Regions from separate parts of the Mus musculus genome. Here region 2 is linked to region 1. A link is a contact called in public promoter capture Hi-C data. All regions are on one chromosome and are shown on one strand. The core of a region is the stretch at or near the end of the contact, and the rest is flanking DNA. Distances in the headings are between cores, read along the strand shown. Region 1 holds the start of Pfdn2 (prefoldin 2). Region 2 holds the start of Cadm3 (cell adhesion molecule 3).

Region 1 (4,945 bases), core at 1,315-3,814:
GCCCCACTCTTTGAAGGTGTGGGTTGCTTTTTTGTTTTTGAGACAGGGTTTCTCTGTGTAGCCCTGGCTGTCCTGGAACCCACTCTGTAGACCAGGCTGGCCTCAAACTCAGAGATCCACCTGCTTCTGCCTCCTGAGTGCTGGGATTAAAGGTGTGCACCCCCACTGCCCAGCTTCTATTTTGTTTTCTTTTTTAGTCAAGGCATGCTGGCTTTGAACCTGTGGCTATCCACTGAAGTGCTTGGATTTAGGTTTGTACCACTCTGCTCCCACTACTAAAAGTAAGGTTAAAGGAGGCCTATATGTTATGAAGAGGCATTCTCTTACCTCCCAGTGGGCTGGACCTGTAACAGATCCAAAGGCTGAAGGATAAGTAAGTATTTCTGCCCCAGCTTGAGCCAATTTCAAAGAAAGTTCAGGGAACCGCATGTCATAACAGATTGCTAGACCAACCTGAAATGAGAAACAACCCACTCATCTTCCCTGTCCCATTCAACAGAACACTGAGTGCCTTCATTAGCCTGCACCAATGGGGGGTGTTACCACTTTTCAACATAGTCCCATTTCCTTTCCAAACTCCCACCTTGCCAGCCGGTGTCTTGACAGGTGGCTCAAGAGTGCCTCCAGGCTTGGTATAGTTGCTTTCTCTCATCGGCCCCTGACCTGGGATCTCTACATCGCACAGATGTGTCTTCCTGTAACTGGCCACTACTGATCCTAGAGAGAGAGAGAGAGAGAGAGAGAGAGAGAGAGAGAGAGAGAGAGAGAGAAAATACTCAGTACAGACACTCTACAAGTCCAGCTTAGCTCTTCTCCCAAAGAGTAACTTGTAGGCTGAGAACAGAAGCATAAAACCCCAAGGCCAAGCAGTTGAGAAAGAAATGCTGAAGATCTGAGTTGAGGAAAGGTAGAGAAGCCTGGGAAGAGGCAAACTAAGGGCTATGACGTCTCACCCTTGCTGTTCAAAAGCACATGACAATTGTAGATTTTCTGATTCTGCTCCCAGTCTTGGCCACGCTCGTGGAAACCGCCCAAGGACAGCCAGATTCCACATTCCCTGGGGGGGGGGGGGGACACGACACACACAACTCTACCCCCTCTGTGGCAATCCAGGAACACTGCTCAACAGGGAGTTCTACACACACAACCCCCCCCCCCCCAAACCCTACCCTTGTACCTGGCAAGCTGGCTATATTGGCCCAAAAGATCCCCATTCAGTGGTTCGGACAGGAGTAATGTCTCGGCAGGGTTTCGTGCAATAAAGTCAAATGCCTCAGGCAGAAAGGCCAGGCAAGCACCCAGTCTGGCAGCCTCTTGAACCAACTCAGCACATGTTTTAAAGTTCTCTTGCTTGTTTGGTGTTGATGTTACCTGGCACACAGCCACCAGGGGCAGCTCCCAGGAAGTTGATGAGGACATGGTTCTGGGCCTGTGAATGACACAGGCAGTATCCTCAGATTTTCTATCTAGGAGAAACTCAGAGGCTCAAGTGGGGGTGGAGCCAGAAACTTTATTTTCTTTTGACTTTTTTCTTTTTTGAGACACGGTCTTTTGTAGCCCAGACAGGCCTTTCTATGTAACTGGGGATGACCTTAAACTCCTGGTTGATCCTCCTTTTTTTCGAGTGCTGGCATTACAGGTGACCCCAGCAACTTGTTTTCATTCTTACAGAGCATAATAACCCTAGAGCTACTGGAGTTCACTCATTACATGTTTGGAGATATCTTTGTCTCCCACTATGAAGTTAATAAACACGAACTAAGCAGCTATGCGCCAGAGAGAGAACATTACGAAATATGTTACCTGGGCTGAGTACAAAGTACTGGGGTTCGAAGTAATCGGTATCCGGTACACAGGAGTTGGTGAGGAGGCCTGGTGATGAAGCCCAGCCTGAAGAAGGTGAGAAATCAGGACACCTAACCCTCTTTCAAGCCGTAAGTTTCTAGAATTCTCTGCCATTTCCAGGCCTGGCCAGTAATCCCCTCCCCCAAGGCTTCGAAAATACTTTTTACTACTAGTAGCTAGGAAAAGATATAAAATGGGAAAATGGGAGAGGCGACTATGATCGGTGCCTTAATACCTCAACTTCCAGTGATCTCACATTAAAACTGAAGCCCTTTTTCCTTTGCCAAACGTTTCCGCAGTTCAAGTCATCTCATGGAACCTTCCTCGTTTCCCCAATTCTCTTCTCGGCTGTGCCACCTGCACAGCTTTATAGACTCAACACGTATCTTTCCCCTTATACCCGAATCTCAGAAGGAAAGTTCACCCTCCCTAGATCTCCACCATCTCATGGTGGGTAGATGGGTACAGGACCAGATCCCAACCCGAGCCCCCGCCCTCTGATTAGCGCGTCCTTCCCCGCCTCTCCCCCCCGGGCAAGAATCTCTGTTGCACAAGTTAAAGCATCGCAGGTGGAATTCACCGCAGCGGGCAGGGTTTGGGAGTAGGTCCTACATGAAGACACAGCCAAAACCATTCACGGGGTCGGATCTCAAGAGCTGCCAGGAGCCAGGAGCGCAGGAGCAAGTGGGCGGTAACCCCCCGGCCGGATGTGACGCAGTGAGAGTGCGCAGGCCGGAAAGCTTGCAGGTGGGGAAGATGGCGGACAGCAGCGGTCGTGTGGGCAAGAGCGGCGGGAGCGGCGCGGGGAAGGGGGCGGTGTCGGCGGAACAGGTGAGGAGCCGCGAGCGCACAAGGCACCCGGGGCGGTGTCGAATTCGTGTAGAAGATAAGATTTGTGGCTCGAAGGGGCCTTTAGTCCTTTCCACGGTCTCCATGGGCACGCACGGGGGAGAGGGGGTCTCTGGAGGTGATCACGAACCTTTCTAGAGCCTGGGTAGGTAGGGGAGAGGCACGCCCGCGGTGTGGGTGGGTAGTCAAGGGAGAAAGCCCTGAGCTGCAGGGTCTGGGAGGGTTGGCCAGGTCTCTGAGAAGATGGATCGTAGTTTGCCCCCTCTCCGAGGTACCCTAAAGAGCGTATGGTGTTTGGCGTGGCATCTAGTAACGAATTCCAAGCTGTTCTTAGTCAGTGAGTGGCTTATGTAGTTCATGGCTCAAAAACCGTGTTCACCATCACCAACACGCTGCAGAGCCACGTGACTCAGACTCTGAGCAGTTTAGTGTTCCGTAAATTATTTTGACTAAGGAGTCTGTGGTTTGTTTGTTTGTTTGTTTTGTCTTGGAGGTGGGGATGAGGGTTGCTATAGGGTCGGGTCCGGCCTTGGCTTTTCCGGAATTCACTTTGTAGACCAAACTGGCCTGGAAGATCCGCTTGCCTCTGCCTCCCACATACTGCGATTAAAGGCTCGGATTATTTCGTCTTTGAGACACGGTCTTACTAAGTGGCCTACGCTGGCCTCGAGCTTGCTCGGTGTGCTCTCTTTGCAAAGATTGACTTCGGAAGAGGGCAGAACCCACCCCCCACCCCCTCTCTCTTTCTCTTTCTCTCTTTCTCTCTTTCTCTCTCTCTCTCTCTCTCTCTCTCTCTCTCTCTCTCTCTCTCTCTCTCTCTTTCTTTCTTTCTTTCTTTCTTTCTTTCTTTCTTTCTTTCTTTCTTTCTTTCATGTGTGAGTACACTGTAGCTGTCTTCAGACACTCCAGAAGATGGAGTCCGATCTCATTACGGATGGTTGTGAGCCACCATGTGGTTGCTGGGATTTGAACTTTGGAAGAGCAGTCGGTGCTCTTAACAGCTGAGCCATCTCACCAGCCCCAGAAGAGTAATTTTAATCATAGGTACATTTGTCAGTTGGTTGTTGAACAATTCCTACAGGTAAAAGCATCAGCATAAAGAGTCTAAAACCCACACTGTCAAAGAGTTAGAAAGTAAGTGTTCAGGGAGAACTGAAGTGCAGGGGAATTCTGGAGATGGAAGAGGGTGTAGCCTCTGACATAGTGGGAAGGAAAAAATGCTAATGCTTTGGAGAGTCCGTCTTGTGTTTGGCTTTGCTTAACCCAGAGGAACAGGTAAATGAAATAGACCTTGTCTTAAACTTGGTCACAGCCAAGTGTGGTGGCCCATACCCATAATCCCCCTGGATTACCCTGTCAGTTCCAGGCTAGCCTGGGTTACAGAGTAAAACACAGTCTCAAAAACAAAACAATGAGACTTTATGTGTGTTTGCATGTGTATGTGCATATACCACATGTGTGCAGGAGCCCTCAGAGACCAGAAGAGTGGTCAAAACCTCTGATAACTGCCTATTAGCTACCATGAGGGTGCTGAGAACCAAACCCAGGTCCTCCGCTATAAAAGTAATCGTTCTTCCACCGAGCCATTTCTCCAACCCTACACTACAAACTTCTGCACATAATGAACTTTTCTTGCACAGTTTGGAGAGAGAGTCCAAAGTAGTGTAGATTTCGGATGTGGCAGGTAAGTAGGCAAGGGAATGGCGGGTAGTGGAATGGTTGGGAGGGTTTCCTGGCCTAGAATCAGAATGACCTGTGCTTGCTTTGTATTTCTTATTTATATATGATTTCTCTTGTTACCTTTTACCCTCGTCTATCTGTAAAAGCACAGTAGTTTTCCATTTCGTAACTAGAGTACTAGGCAAGAAAATCCATTTGGGTTTTGTTTTGTTTTGTTTTTTTCCACCATGACTAAATACAGAGACTACATAGTGTGTTTAACAAATGCTACTTAGAGCTGGAGAGATGGCCTCTGCACTCGAGCACCTGATCTCGCACAGACAGACACACTTGCACGCACATAATCTGAACAGTCTTTCTAAATGCTAATTTCCTTTTATTTTCTAGATTTTTTGGCTTAATTCTAAAGGCTGGGAAAAGTTAGTCATGTGAAGATTTTTTTTCGTTAGAAGTAGTGTGTTCAAAAGCATTGAGCCATGAACTGCTTGGCATTGAAAATGCTGGAGAATTTAAAGAGATATATTGCAAGACCTAAAGAGATACAGTCAACTTTGTTCTTTGACACAGGGTT
Region 2 (4,719 bases), core at 880-3,379, 2.0 Mb after region 1:
TGGTTCAGTTATGAGTATGGGGAAGCCAGGGGCTGCACTGAAAGTCAAGGCTTTATAGGAGTGTCATTACTGAGGCACAGGCACCCAGTATCCAGTCTTTGCCTTGCACTGAGCCCAATGTCCCCAGGACTGCTCATCTACCCTGTGAGTGGGGTCATCAGTTCAGCCCTCTGGGGACTGGGGATTCCATGTACAAGAGAAGGGACTGCCATCTCTGTGGTGATAGTAGGAACTCCCTTTGGGGAGCTTGGGGAGTAGAGAGTGGAAAGAGTCAGCCAACCAACTGTAGAGAGGGGATCCCCAGGGCCCCCTTACCAGGGGAAGCTTCTTTACCAGGACAGAGACAGGGTAAGGGGAGGAGGTCAGGCAAGGTGGAGCTATTATTCCTCCAGCACCCTGGCTCTCAGCCGGCTTTCCTCAGATGAAATTCTCTACATCATCCTCCCCAGTTCCAACCCCTCCTCTCTCCACCCCGCCCCGCCCTGTGCCCATCCCTGCTGGCCACTGGGTCCATCGCCCAGGAACCGCCTCCCCTTTCTCCTCCCCTGCGGTTCTTTCTGGTTTTCCCCACCGTTGGCATCTGGCCGGGCATAGCCACCACCCTCCCTCTACTCTCCCCACTTCCCCTTGCTCCGCACTGGTCTTGTTCCCTTTCCCCTCCCCCACCCAGCCCACCTCTGACAGGCCGCGGGAGTGAGGAGGATACATTCCTTTAGTCCCTCCACTGCTGGTCCTCCCTCCTCCGGGAACCTGAGGCTCTGAGCTGGGGCGTCTTTCTTCCTATCTCTACACAGTTCTTCAAGCCACCCCATTAACCACCAGCAGCCTCTAAGAAGGCTGAGGTGCCCCCACAGCGCTGACCTACATAGCTTGGCCTGGGGCGGGAGGGGCTCTTCCCCAAGTCCCCTCTCCCCTGGCCCCGCCTCCTTTCTTCATTCCCCCCCCCCCCACTCCCTTCCTTCACCTCTTTACCTTTACAAACCTAAGAAGGGTTGAGTTTTAGACTGGGGCAAAGAGGCTAGTCTGCTACCCCACCCTAAATTTGGAGAAATTAATGTTCAGCCCAGGAAAGCTTTGGTTTTCCCATAGATCCTTCTCCCCAAATATCTTGCTCTCTCCGTTTGCTGCCCCGCACCCAAGTATAGGTTTCCTTGCCCAGATTTTAGCACCACTAGGACTAGAGCCAAAGTGGGGCCCCCTCCGCCCTGTGTTGTTGTTTTGCTTCAAGGAGAAGCCCCCTCTCCTTTGCCCACGCCCCCCTCGACAGCCTCACCCAGGCCCCCTTGCCTGCCCACTCAGAGCTCCGCGGCGGGTGGGGGACGCGCGGGGGAGCAGAAATGTTTGCATACAGCAGTTTTGGGGATCGTTCTGGCCACCCAACCCCTACAGACATACATACAGAAACACCCAACACACGCCCTGACTGAAACAGCGACAAATCTCACTCCGCCCCCAACACACACTGACACAGACATACACACAGACTCTGACACAGAAACGCAGCCCCAGACACCAACATAGACGCGCACACCCAGACACACACGGACATCAACACATCCAGACCCCGGTTGCTCAAAATAGACAGCAACCCCCGAGATCCACATCCCTGCTGCACACGTAGACATACACAGTCGGTCGTGTACATAGGAGGTGCACACGCCGGCACACCCCACGGTCCTCAGAGACAGCGATGCTCAGAGACAGACACAAGGGTATTCCAAGAGGCTGGCGACTTGAACCCTCGCTTCCAAACAAAGCCAACAGGCTCCCTGCGCCCGGCTCCCCGTCTGAACCCCCACCTCGGGGCACTGGCCACCTCCCCTGGCGCCGCCCCCTCCCTCACTCACCGTCCTGGGAAAGATTGGCCCCGCCGGGCGCCCAGGAGCAGGCGAGGAGCAGGAGCAGGGGCAGGGCGGAAGGGGCCCCCATCGCGCTTCCTGGCCACCTCCCTGGCTGGGCGCTGGCGAGCCTAGATCTCCGGGGACTGGGGCCGGGGGTTCTGGGTAGCCGGCGTCGCTGTCCAAAGGGGCAACCCCGGAGCGGCTTCCAAGCCCGGGGCCGAGGCGGGTACCGGGAGGGAGCCGGCGCTGCTGCAGTCGCCGGGATTAAATAGGGCGCTCGGAGCAAACCATTCGGTTGGAGGTGGAGGGGTGGTGACGGGGGGCTGGGCTGGTGGCGGGGGGGCCTGGATGCCGCATTCCCTACTCCCCCTCGCCTCCCACACCCCCTCCGCGCTTTTGTGGTGCCTTCCATCTTCTCCCCCGGGAGCTCCTCCAGCATCACTCGGGTGTGGAGCAAAGGGAGGGAGCTGACTCAGAAGTGGGACCCCATGCGCACCCCTCTTATGCTTGGGGTGGAGAGAGGGGAGGTGGACAGGGCGGTGGGCCAGCTGGCGACAGAGTCCACTGCAGGCCTGGGCAAGGGCGTGCCCACTTGCCTGAGGTCCTCCGGCCCCGCCTTCTCCTTAGGCAACCGGGATCCCCAAAGCTAGGACACCCCTCTCCACTGTGACCAAGGATGCCTCCCCAGGGTACCTAATTACTCAAGGCATTCTCCTAAGCATAAACCTCCGTAGTTCTCTTACTCAAGACCCTCTTCTTAACTGTCCAGCAACAATTTGTGGTTCCAGGCAACATCCCTTGCAAAGCCGACCCCAGGAGGCCACCGAACCTAATCTCCTTCAAGCCTTCTTTAAAGACGTTATTCCAGACACTAAACAAGGAAGTATCCTGTAAAGTTACTTGGTATTTTCCTCCTCCGTGCTCTGTCTTAGACCCTCTTTCCTGAAACTAGCCTCTCAATATCCTTTCTGCTCGGTCTTTCAGGGGCTCTTCTCAACTTTTAGCTAGTAAGAACCCAGGGTGAAAGCCAGACTCACAGACCCTCTTACAGACCAAGAAGCAGTGAGTAATGCAGCTCTTGTTCCCTGAGGCTATAGAGGAGATGGATGAGAAAGACTGTGTTTGCAACTTGCTCACATTCAAAAAGTCCCGAGTCCCTAGTGTTTGCTGTTCTTCTAGGTTATCTCTGAAAGAGTTTTGGTGTGTTTAAAAAAAAGGATCTTTCTGGGTTCGTTTGGTCGAAATTTAGCTTTGGAGAATACATTTCTAAATTTTAGAAATCAGGGAATTTTAGGTATGCCAAGAATTCTTAGAGTATACCTGATCTAACCCAAAGGAAGTTAGCAGATCTAATCCAGGTTTTACATTCACTTAGAAATAAAAGATCCAGCATTAGGAATGGTAAAGAAAAGTACATAGTGCTTTATTCTACAAGTGGGATGTGGGTGGTTCTAGTAACATCTCCAGTCCATTTTCTGTGCTGCTTTCCTCTGCTAGTATTTAATGTTTGGGTAATCTTTCCTTCCTTATGTCAAGGCTTCTTAACTCTTTATGGTGATGTAGCCAATGTCTCTGTCACCTAAGAACCTGGGGACAGCCTGCAGAACATATTTCGTAACCAGTAAAGCCTTGTCTAAGTGACAGGCAGTTATCTGGGGCTGAGAGAGTACTGTTCAGGGCACCCCTGCAGGCTGGTCTGGGTCTGCTCCGATATTTTTCACTTGCTGTTTCTGGAGTTTAAAGTTTCTATAGAAGAAATCTGCTTGCCTCTTGGATGTGTCCTGACTGTCTAGGTGGTTATTATTTCTTCCTAGGCAATATTGAACAAGGTCCAATTTGACCTGTCTTGGTGACACCAAATCATGTCGTTACCTTTCTGAGATCATCACTACTGTTTTGAAACCCAAGCAGAGGAGATAGGACAGTGAATATTGCAGGAATGTGCAGATGTGGATGTAAGACTGGGAGGAGACTGGACCAGGAAGGTGGAGATTGAAAGAAGATATGACTTTTTGATGGAGTTGGGACTACGTTGGTATGAGGTTAGTTACGATATGAAAAGGAAGGGGGCATGGTAAAATAATACAAAACCTAACTACAGAGCAAAACAAGCTTATCAGCCATGGTGAGAAAAATCAGGCTCTTTCTTGTTATAGGCTCTTGATGGATAAAGAGTATTATATTTGAACTAGAAGAAACCTTAGCTTCGCTGTCATGTAAGTGGGATTTAGGTAGAACAGGATAAGGGTGTGTGTGGAGGTGAATTAAATGGGGGTAGGCTGGATGTGGGATTAAGTCCCAAAGTCCTCTAATTAACCATCTTTTCCCTCCATCTGCTGCATCCCAGAGGTCTCCTTCTGCCTGTCCTTAATTCTCTGATGACTGCTGCTCTGGCCCCGCCCTCTACTGTAACTGCAAGGGATGGATGGGTACCAAGGGTGGGAGGGGGGAAGTGGAGCTGTTTTGAAGAGACTGTATTAAGGCTAGCAAATGAGACTCTGGACTGCTCTTTTCCTACTGGCTCCTCTTCCCTTCCCTGTATCATCAGCATGAGTTTTGGCAGTGTTTTAGTTCTTGGTAATAGGAGGTTGCTGTTGGCTTTTAGAATTATGGAATAAAAACATGTTAGAGTTGTGAAAGACCTCCAAGATCATCGTCCTCTTAGATGGTGTCTTTCTTGAACAGATGAGGGAAATGGAGCTCAGACGCCCAGTGGCTTCCAGTGTTCTGCCGCTACCTAGTAAAGACTAACAGGACTGGATGAGGGACAGGGAGTGAGAGGGAGTGAGTACCCTTGGGAGGTAGGAGGACTGTGGAGAATCAGACCCAGTATCTGAGAACAATGTCTAATTTGAAGTGTTCTCTTCTGTTTACCTCG

Evidence for each region. Promoter capture Hi-C pulls out the DNA fragments that hold promoters and counts their contacts.
Region 2: a promoter capture Hi-C map of hippocampal neurons shows a contact between it and region 1, with 3 times the contacts expected there. The contact joins the promoter of Cadm3 here to the promoter of Pfdn2 in region 1. A contact is called at or near these places in 1 of 39 promoter capture datasets (hippocampal neurons) and 1 of 484 Hi-C or Micro-C datasets (cerebellum).

Annotation. Positions count from the first base shown.
Region 1 is chr1:171,343,111-171,348,055 of GRCm38.p6, forward strand. It overlaps Pfdn2 (prefoldin 2), which reads left to right and starts at 2,565. Exons shown (of 4, transcript NM_011070.4): 1 at 2,565-2,676. The coding sequence starts at 2,602. Nit1 (nitrilase 1) reads right to left here and starts at 2,535. Exons shown (of 7, transcript NM_012049.2): 1 at 2,458-2,535; 2 at 1,804-1,890; 3 at 1,178-1,429; 4 at 954-1,057; 5 at 584-717; 6 at 328-453. The coding sequence starts at 2,459.
Region 2 is chr1:173,365,566-173,370,284 of GRCm38.p6, forward strand. It overlaps Cadm3 (cell adhesion molecule 3), which reads right to left and starts at 2,130. Exons shown (of 9, transcript NM_053199.3): 1 at 1,848-2,130. The coding sequence starts at 1,929. It also overlaps a transcript of Aim2 not described here.